2 separate regions of the Zea mays genome follow, and region 1 is linked to region 2. A link is a contact called in public HiChIP or PLAC-seq data. All regions are on one chromosome and are shown on one strand. Each heading gives the region's core, a stretch centred on a gene start, on an enhancer-like site or on the middle of the called end of the contact. The rest is flanking DNA. Distances are from core to core; before and after follow the strand shown. Region 1 holds the start of LOC100273097. Region 2 overlaps LOC100272722.

The links. HiChIP or PLAC-seq counts read pairs in DNA pulled down with a chosen protein or histone mark.
Region 1: an H3K4me3 HiChIP or PLAC-seq map of leaf shows a contact between it and region 2, with 6 times the contacts expected there. The contact joins the promoter of LOC100273097 here to the enhancer-like site in region 2. A contact is called at or near these places in 13 of 25 Hi-C or Micro-C datasets (ear, endosperm, leaf and 3 more) and 1 of 3 datasets of contacts at active chromatin or transcription factors (leaf).

What each region holds. Positions count from the first base shown.
Region 1 is chr1:109,087,948-109,092,477 of Zm-B73-REFERENCE-NAM-5.0, forward strand. LOC100273097 reads right to left here and starts at 1,256. Exons shown (of 10, transcript NM_001147546.2): 1 at 694-1,256; 2 at 530-582. The coding sequence starts at 1,170. It overlaps LOC100383709 (Ankyrin repeat family protein), which reads right to left. Exons shown (of 2, transcript NM_001349056.1): 2 at 4,100-4,530. The coding sequence ends at 4,391.
Region 2 is chr1:108,947,783-108,952,778 of Zm-B73-REFERENCE-NAM-5.0, forward strand. LOC100272722 reads left to right here. Exons shown (of 24, transcript NM_001360107.1): 15 at 1-899; 16 at 1,016-1,089; 17 at 1,173-1,250; 18 at 1,705-1,776; 19 at 1,865-1,970; 20 at 2,048-2,111; 21 at 2,305-2,433; 22 at 2,535-2,652; 23 at 2,990-3,066; 24 at 3,155-3,748. The coding sequence ends at 3,560. Among protein-coding and RNA genes, the nearest start is that of LOC103644846, 17 kb to the right of the region's middle. Within about 2 kb of position 3,454, at least 19 of the 20 cell types and tissues checked have an H3K27ac peak or open chromatin away from gene starts, as enhancers often do. A contact at or near this core is called in ear, endosperm, leaf and 3 more, where this site is marked.

The DNA.
Region 1 (4,530 bases), core at 6-2,505, 140 kb after region 2:
AAACTCGAAGACATAGAATTCAATTCACGTATGACTTTGTACCGACTCGGTTCCATCATGAACTTGATAGCCGACTCGGTGCCTATCATGTAACTTCCGTCACTCCTTAGAATATTAAAAGAGGGACAGGGAACCGCCTGAGAGCATCAGATCATAGAATCATCAGATTAGAACATACAATACAACAACAGAACCACCTCAAACATGATGTAGGGTATTATCTCGCATCGAGGGCTCAAACCTGTCTAAATTCCGCGTATATTCCCTATTAAACAATCTTCGACATGTCCTAGAAGTGGGTTAATAGTAGGCAACTAGGCATGGAAAATTTCTCCCTTTATCCATAATTGTCAATGGTTGGATGCGGTCTGACTTAGTTTTGTCTGGCTACACCAGCAACCCTATGCTTTTGGTTCTCACTTTGAAAGTTGAAACAAGATGCAGTTATTTTTTTATATGGGGTTTATGTGGAAATGACACACAAGAAAAACTGTTATCGGAAACAGGGGACTGAGAAAACGAAGCTGACCTCCGTGCCTGCCGCTCCTCAAGATCCTTAGTTCTGTACACCACTTTTACCCCCTTCCGTAATCAATCAATCATGAAGACAAAAAAAGGCACTGAAATTAGCGCTGGAACTGCGGAACTGTAGAGGATCAAGAACACCAACGAACAAAGAATCTTGCGACTCACAGGAATTGACTCGAGGACTCCCGCGACATTGGGTTTCGCCGCCTTGCCCTCCACGAAGAGCAGGAACTGCGCGACGCCGACGACCTTGTGATAGAAGAGCCAGGGCAGGATCTGCTCAAGCCCCGCGGAGGTGCTCGTCTGCACGCACACCTTGGGTTGGAGATGTTCCTCTACAGAACCCATAGCAGCGCCCGAGTCGGAGGTGAATGACCAGCCGCGGATGTAGGGGAAGGAGGGGGCGGAGGATCCCACGAGCACGTCTGCGCAGTCGGACGAGGGGAGGGACGGTGGGGTGGGCTCGGCCATGCCGGGGAAGGCGTGGGAGGGCCAGCGAGTGGTAGGGTCATCGACGCCGCCGCCGCCGCGCCACTGGAGCACGAAAGCCAGCGCAGCGAGCGTGAGCGGGAGGACTGTCAGGAGCAGGAGCAGCTGGCGCCACGCGGCGCCGCCGCTGGAGGGCGCCTGCGCCGGCGGCATCGAAGACGCCGATCTGTCGAGACTCGAGACCGGTTGTGGTGGGGTTTCCCTTTGGGCCGTTCAATTTGGGAATAACTTAAACTTCCGTTTCCTTCGCTCGTATACGCGCCTATGTCTATATACATAGCCCATTTCCAGAGTGGGTTTCCACCCTGGAATTCGTGATATCATTTAATTTTCACCGAAATTGCATTTAAACATTTTTATTGTATTGTAATTTATTGTCATCCTTTTACTGTTAATTAATAATAATAATCCCTCTACAATCCACATCATAGCCCAGCAAATATTTCCTTTATGATGCATGCACGCTAGAGAAGAAAAGGAACTTTCCCAAAAATGGAACAACTAAGGCTGTCTCCAGCAACGTCCCCTAAATTTGATCCCCTAAAGGAATATTCTTTGTCCTTTACAGCACTCTCTAAAAGATTATGTACTCTATATCTTCTTCATCTTCAGCAATATCCCCTAAATTCCATCCTCTATTACTACTCGTCACCACGTGAGCGTACAAACACAAAAAGGTGTACAGTGTATAGAGCACCCTCTACAGATAGAGGACGCTTTAGAGTTCCTTGCTGGAGGGATAAAGGACCTGACCGTCCCCTACATTTAGAGTACATGACCCTTTACAGTCTCCTGCTGGAGACAGCCTAAAGGATGCAGCGTGGACTGTAAAGTTGCATGTGTAAAAGAATTATACGAAAAGACAGCTCAGGGGTGTTGAGAATTAATAAACTTCTGCGTTGAAAGTAGAATTTTTGCTCAACATTCATGTTAACACTACGATCCTAGAGTGGGAAAGGGGGCGGAGAGGGGTCGGCTTTGGCGGCATGAGTGAGAGGAGGGCCCAGCGGGGTCATAGGGGATGGGGAGGCAGGGATTATTGTGTGTGAGGGATGAAGAATTAATGATGATCCAAATAACATTAGCTACTAGATTTGATTAAGTAAGAGATATAATAGTTATCCAGCGATTTGAATCATTTGATTAGTTTGTTTTGTAGATTTAGAAGGAGGTTATTGGTGTAAGGATGATTTGGTTGGGTGGATTTTACAAACTTTAAGGTGGTGTGTTATATAGGGGTATAAACTAACATATAGCCTGTGCTAATGCTACAAATCCGGAGACATGAGTGTAGGGTCGACGATGGCGGCGGCGCAGGGGTAGGGGTTGACAATGGCGCGAATAAGGGGGAGGAGAAACTGGGGGTGACAGGGTCGCGAGGGAGAGAGGTTGAGGGATGAGAAATGATCTAAATAATATTGTTCGTTGGATTTAAGTGATTAAGGCAATGGAGGTTATCCAGTGATATGAACCGTTGGTTTTGATGTTGTGTGTAACTCTGAGTGCAATTTGTTTGGTGGACTTAGTGGAGGTTATCGATGTGGGGGGTGGTTTGGTTGTATTAGTTTTGCAAAGTTTTAATTGGACAATCATGTAGTGTTATAGATCTCTACTTTTTAAAACACCATTTCATGTGTCGTGTGTCGTGTGCAAAGCATATAGGTCTATTCCTGCTCTCCACTTCTGTCTAACAAATAATGAGTCGTTACACCATAGATGGGGTTTGAGAAACCTCGGATAGACCGAGCGAGCTATAAAAAATGGGTAAGTCTTTTTGTGAACTTATACTTTTCTTGACCTTTTGGCAATATAAAAGTATAGTATATGTAATTTAATATCTGATATGTGCACTATATGTCTATTTTAATTTTAATTCTTTGTGTGTGGAGGGTTCACCTTAATTTTTTTTGTCGGAATGGTGCATCACACTGGATTGCCATTAAACTCTCGGTTATCGTATAACTGTTGTACTAACTATACTATCAAATATGTTAATATATTGTCGTAACACATGGACATTGTATTTGTATAGATATATACTCAGTGTTGAGTTCGGCTATTATATTTTTAAAATGACCTTAGTTAGTAATTGGGCGCGGACGTATGAGCTCACACGATTTTCGTATCAGATGGGGACACATGTATCTAGAGATGGAAACAAATACTTATCCAGATATTATTTTTTTGTTTCTTTATTGTGGATATAGAATCAGCTATGCAATTGCATATTTTTGTTTTTAGCAAAGACTTATAAAAATTAAACTTTAAATTTATCATATATCTTCTCAAATGATAAATATAAAATTCGTATACAAATAATTTTTCATCTTTTTAAATTTTGTATAAGGAGCAAATAGTATATAAAACAATTTATCTAAAATTTTATTTTTAGTTTAATAATGTGTTTGATAACATAAGAAAATGTTAGCATCAAATTTCATACATACGAATTTATCCTAAGAATTTGAATACACACTATCATCCCGACATCTATATATCTCGTCTTTGTATCGAAACTATGTTGAGAACGCGTGTACTCTGACTTGAGGATGATTCGTATCGGAAGCAGACGTGTGAGCAAATAACCTTAATAGCTAATTTGGAAAATCAAATCCTCTTCAGGATTGGAGGAGATTGAGAGAAATGATTTTCCCCTCAATTTTGAATCCGGAAGAAAATATGATTTTCCAAACTAGCTCTAACAAATCTACTTTTTAGATATAGCGAGAGATAAGAGAAGAGATTGTTCATGACCGTGAGATTTTATATCCTTTTTTGCATGATCTGGCTATCACGACAAGATTGCTATATATGCGAGTTTTCCCAATATATTAGAACTCTTTTCAGTATAAATACAGCTAACTTCTAACAAATCTACTTCCCTGGATAGTCTAGGTTGCTGTCTTGCTGATCAACTCATAACACTCTAATATTTCATGCATCTTGTGTTGAACGGATGCAAAGATTGGCATCTCACAGCGCTCAAATTCGTGTACGTACGGCAAGATGGTACGATTTTGTTTGAAGAAACATAATAACTGGTCGTACCCATAGCATGGTTGACATGATGCACTTAGATCGTGTTTAAAAGCACCCATTTTTTTTTAAGAAACTGGTTTACAGAAATTGAGGTACAGTGACTCATGTGGAGGAGCTGCTCCTACAAATAAATGAGCCAGAGCTACATCCGTTTTCAAAGGAGCCAGAGTCCTACCAAACAAGCCCTTAGAATTTTCATCCATGCAATACATGAGAACTGAGATTCAACTTTGCACTTGTCTTTACATTCAAGATCGCCGTACAGACTAAGACTAGCATAACAAAACATCGAAGTGCACTTCTATTGCATCCTCAAGGTCAAGGCTGCTCGAAATCACTCCTCTTCCTCGTCCATGTCATTTTCACAAACTAGATGACCAAGAGAAACTTTGGCTTTTTTTGCTCCTGACAAACTCGACGCACCAACCAATTCGCTTTTCCTCTTCTCGCCCTGCTCTGCATCCTCCTCATCTT
Region 2 (4,996 bases), core at 2,204-4,703:
TCAGTTGGCCTCTAGGATCTCTTTGTCTATGGCAAAGTGTTTGTTGTTTGCAAAATTTTTGAAGTCCATAGCGCAAGAAGACACAATATCTAGTAGCAGTGAGCAAGATGTCGCTGTGAAAATTTCCTGTGAGCTTGCACAAAAGCATTGGCAAAGTGCTCTTGAAGGTCTAGGAGATACCATTTTGATAAATCAGGAAACACAGTTCTGGCAGGTGGCATCAGCTATGCTTGATTATATAATGGGGATACCAAACGTCCTTGCTTGGGGTAATGTTCTTAATACTACATGCTCTGCGGTCAAGCACTTCTGCTCCCATGCACCTAGGCTATCTTGGAGGCTGCAGACAGATAAGTGGTTGTCATTATTAGTTTCAGGTGGAATTGAGGGCTTCAAAAACAGTGAGATCTGTTTGATTGATCTTTTCTGTACAATGTTGAATCATTCTGAACCAGAGCAGCGTTTTGTTGCTGTACAACAGCTTGGGAGGATTATTAACTCAACAAGTTCTACTGAAGCTGATTTGAAATATCCAAACTATGACCAAAATTTCCTCATATCTGTTTCGACAGTAACATCCCTTTTGGTAACTCATACATGGGACAGAGTAGCAGCATTGGCTCTCCATGACTCTTCTATGCTATTAAGGAATCATGCAATGGCATTGCTTACTGAATATGTGCCTTTTGTTGATAGGAAGCACCTGCAGTCCTTCCTTTCATCCAGTAACGGTATCCTGACTGGTTTGGGACAACTTTCTGGTGTAATTGAAGAGGGCTATTTTACACGAATGTCTTTGCTGTTGTTTTCTAAGGCATGTCTTTATTCTAATCCTGAAGATATCGCTTTGATACCTGAATGTGTTTGGCAGAAGTTGGAAAACATGCAAACATCAACTGGTAAAATCTGTGATAATTGAATATTCAGATTTCTGAGGCAGCATATATAAATTTCATTGTATTACCTATACGATGTCCTGCTTGTTCAAGCTATTTTTTTTCTTGTTATGTACTAGGAGGTTTTGGATATATGGAGAAAGATCTCTGCCTAGCTCTGTGCCAACTAAAAAGTGAATCAGATGCTACAACTGTACTGCCCCTTCCCACCCCCTCTCCGGTACTTATGTACTGTAACATGTTTACCAAGTACCGACTTCAAATCTCTTCCATTAGGTTGCAAAAGTTCTTTCTGGATGTAATAGTCAACCAGTCAGCCCTGATTTCAAGAGCATCCGTGAATCAATCCTTCAGGTCAGTGTTTTGAATGATTATTATTATTTTTGGTCTTCTCCATCTGTATTGTCGCTTCTATTTCTACTTTATTGCACGGTTATCTGTTTCAGTTCATTACTTGATTTATATTCTCATTGTTGATCGTGCCTGCATATAAGACTCATTTTATATTTTGCTGACAGTTTCAATCTTTGTAATAACTGCACTTAGACTAAGTGTGCCCCCACAATTGTTAGTGTTTGGAACTTTTTGTTCATCTTTCTTTAAAGAAAATTCTTTCTAGCATAAGGAAACACTGACATGCTTGTATCTTTGTTCAAATTGATATTTTTTCTTGTATGCTTAATGAAATGGCAATGCAGCTCTCCTGTATCGTTCCAGGAAAAAAAGAAAGTTACTGAAGTCATATGGTGCTAATTTTATGCTTTAATTAGTACTGATCTATATAAATTTGCTATACTCATCTTGATAGGTGATGTCCTCTTTGAGTTCTATTGAAGCATACTTTGAGTTCTTCGCAGCCAGATCTGCACAAGAACATGAGGTGAGCAGTGCAACAGCCTTTCCTTTCTGGCATCATGTTTTGGATATCTTATTCAGAGTCCTAACACTTGATTAAATTTGTCACCAAGGAACTTGAAGAAGCTGAGATTGAATTGGAGCTTATTGAAAAAGAGAAGTCAGTTCCTAACTTTGTTGAGCATACCAATGATACGATGGTGCTTGCCATGCCATCATGTAAGCTCAATTACATGCAGGGTTCTCGTTAATGCTACATATTGCTATTTACATGTCTTATGCAATTTTGTTTACAGATGACCGTGATGGTAGTGAGGTTAATAAACGGCTCCAGCAAATCCGGGAAAATATTCGGTCCCTGTAAGTTTACCTATTGCACGGTCCTTCAAATTTACCGTTGTTCATTTTTTTACGAAATTCTTACAGTAGCAAGTTTGCTGTTGTATTGACTGCTATGTCGATCCAAGATATCCATGTTATCAAAACAGTTTACTTTAGATTTTAGAAGCATATTGAACTGTTAATATTCATTTGGTATGTTGTAATTTGACAGGGAAAGGTCTAGGCTGAAAGAGGAAATTACAGCGCGCAGACAAAAGAAGCTGCTTCTAAGACATGCCCGTGAAAAGTACCTAGAAGAGACACGCTCCAGGGAAACGGAGCTTATGCAAGAGCTCGACAGGTTTCTCCTTCTTAATATAATGATACACAGCGTATTCGAGAAAAAAAAGAGAGACAATAGAGTTGTTTATCCCTATTTCTTTTGTTTGTATGTCTTTGTAGGGAAAGAGCTCTCGAGATGGAACGTGAAGTAGAAAGGCAGCGTCAACTGGATATTGAGCGTGCAAAGTCTAGGGAACTGCAATTCAACATTGATTTGGAAAAAGAGAAACAAACTCAGGTACAAGGCAATTTATTCTTTCAAATTGTCATAATCTGTTAGTTTTGGAACATATACCGTTTTGCAATAAATCCTCCGTACATCCATTACTAAAAGAAACATAGTGGTAGCGCTAGTTAGAAAGCTATTTCAAGTGTCTTTTCCTGTGAAACAGCATTGGAAGTTTGAGTCACTTTCTTATTTATGACGTATGTGTTTATTGTTGTTATTGTTATTATTATTATTATGCACAGATTCTCTTGCTTGTGCTATGATTTGTGGAACCTGTGCGTGCATAGTATGTCCATGTCCTCAGTGACTCAAAGTATCATTGTTTTGTGACTGTTTCCATCTTTAGAGAGAGCTTCAACGCGAACTGGAGCAAGTCGAGTTGGGGCGGTCATCAAGGCGTGAGTTCTCTGCCAATCCCAACAGGTGTAGTCTGTGTAGTATGGTTAGAGACCGTATGTATTACTTTGGCCGTGCTCTATTCACACGCTGCGTTTACTTGCTCGTTCTGCAGCCGCTCCAGGGAGAGGTACCGCGAAAGGGATGGTGGAGGCAGAGCACAGCAGGAGGCGGGGAGCCTGAGGTCTTCGAGCAGCCGAGGCCAGGAGGGGGGCTCTGCCCAGGCGCCCGCACCGGCCGGGCCGGGCCCTACCGTCATGCTCGCCGGGTCAAGGACGTTCTCGGGGGCCAACCTTCCAACGATTCTGCAGCCTCGCGAGCGCGCTGCCGACGAGGACAGCGCTTGGGCCGAGGACGCTAGCAGCAACGGAGATCCTGAACTGGACGGCGTGAGGCCGCATGGGCCGCGAGGCAGCAGGTCATCCTCCTCTAGGCAGGTTGCGGAGAGGAGGGAGCGGGATGGCACTGCTGCCGGCACGGGCAGGAGAGAAGGGAAATGGGAGAGGAAGCAGCACCCGTGACTATTCCCTGCTTGTGTTGTGCCTAAGCCTAACGGAGGCTTCCTCAATCGCGTTGTAATTGTACTCGTATGGGCATTGGATCAGGTGGCTGCTTAGTCAACGGTACCGTGCATTGATAAAAAGGTTGGATCATCGTATGGGAACACTACCAATCAGCTGCCTGCTCAGTCAACAGCACCATTACCATCACACTCCGACTTTTGTCAGATCCCCTAAGGGTGTGTTCGGTTACACCAATCCAGAGGGGAGGATTTAAATCCCCTTCTAGTCATTTTGACTAAGAGGAGATTTAAACCCCTCCAATGATGACTAGAGGGGATTTAAACCCTTCCAATCTCTCTCTGGATTGGCCTAACCGAACAAGCCCAAAAGGCGCTCCATGGCCCACGCTCTCCCTTGGCTCTGTCGACTGCCCTCGTCCTAAGCACTAGCAGCCTGCTTAGGCTTTGTTGGGTTTGACGTGGATTGAGATGGATTAAAGAGATTAAATATTTTTTTATTTAAATTTGAATAAGAGAGGATTTAATTCCCTTTAGGGCGGCTTTGGATGCTGCATTCCCTCAGCCTCGGTAGGCCCTCAGGCGAATTGATCATGATGGGTCCTCTAGACTATAAAAATTCTATGATATACAATGGCGTAGATTAGCACTTCGTAGATAAATGATGATGTGCATTCCACCTTTGTGGTAGCACTTGGCTAAGTAATTAGAAAAACTAGTGTGAGTTAATCGGGACAAGCAAGGTGGAGGAGTACAGGTGTAGGGAGGTCCTCGGGTCGGATTGTCTTTTTAGCTTTTCGGACGAGGGATTCCTATATCGCCAGCGGGTTCTCTTCTCTAGTGGAACTTTGGAAAGGCCTCGTAGTGCTACTCTGTCTCGCTTTCTCGGTAGAGGTGTATGTGAATCATGGCCACGTGGCAGATGGGTATCACAGCTTGTGGGTAAAGATGTGCAATCTTTGTAGAGTGTAAAACTGATATATTAGCTGTGTTTATGGTCAAGAGCGACTCAGAACTCTTGTATGATTAACTTAATGAATTAATATGTCATTTGATTGCACAATAGAATTTATTATAATTGTGATATCTTATTATAATTGGTATGGGAACAGAAGCAACAAATTCTGTAGGCTCTTCACCTACAACAACATGGGTTCGAAAACCCTAAGTACGAAGTGTACTTTCGCAAGTCTTACCCGACCAAAGAAAAGACTCTCAAAGATATGCTGGCCTTTAGTCAAGGTAAGGTTTAGCAAGAACCAATGACTCAGTTTGCACAAAGCTTACTAAAGTTGGTCCTTACGAATTCTTTTTACTTATCAAGTTAAGTAGTTTCCTGAATCTAGATCTTTCCTAATCTAGATCAAGCACTTGGCCTACACTAGCCATCTTTTATCAGACCCTGAGTTTACTTGTCACTACAGTGTAGGTCAGTGA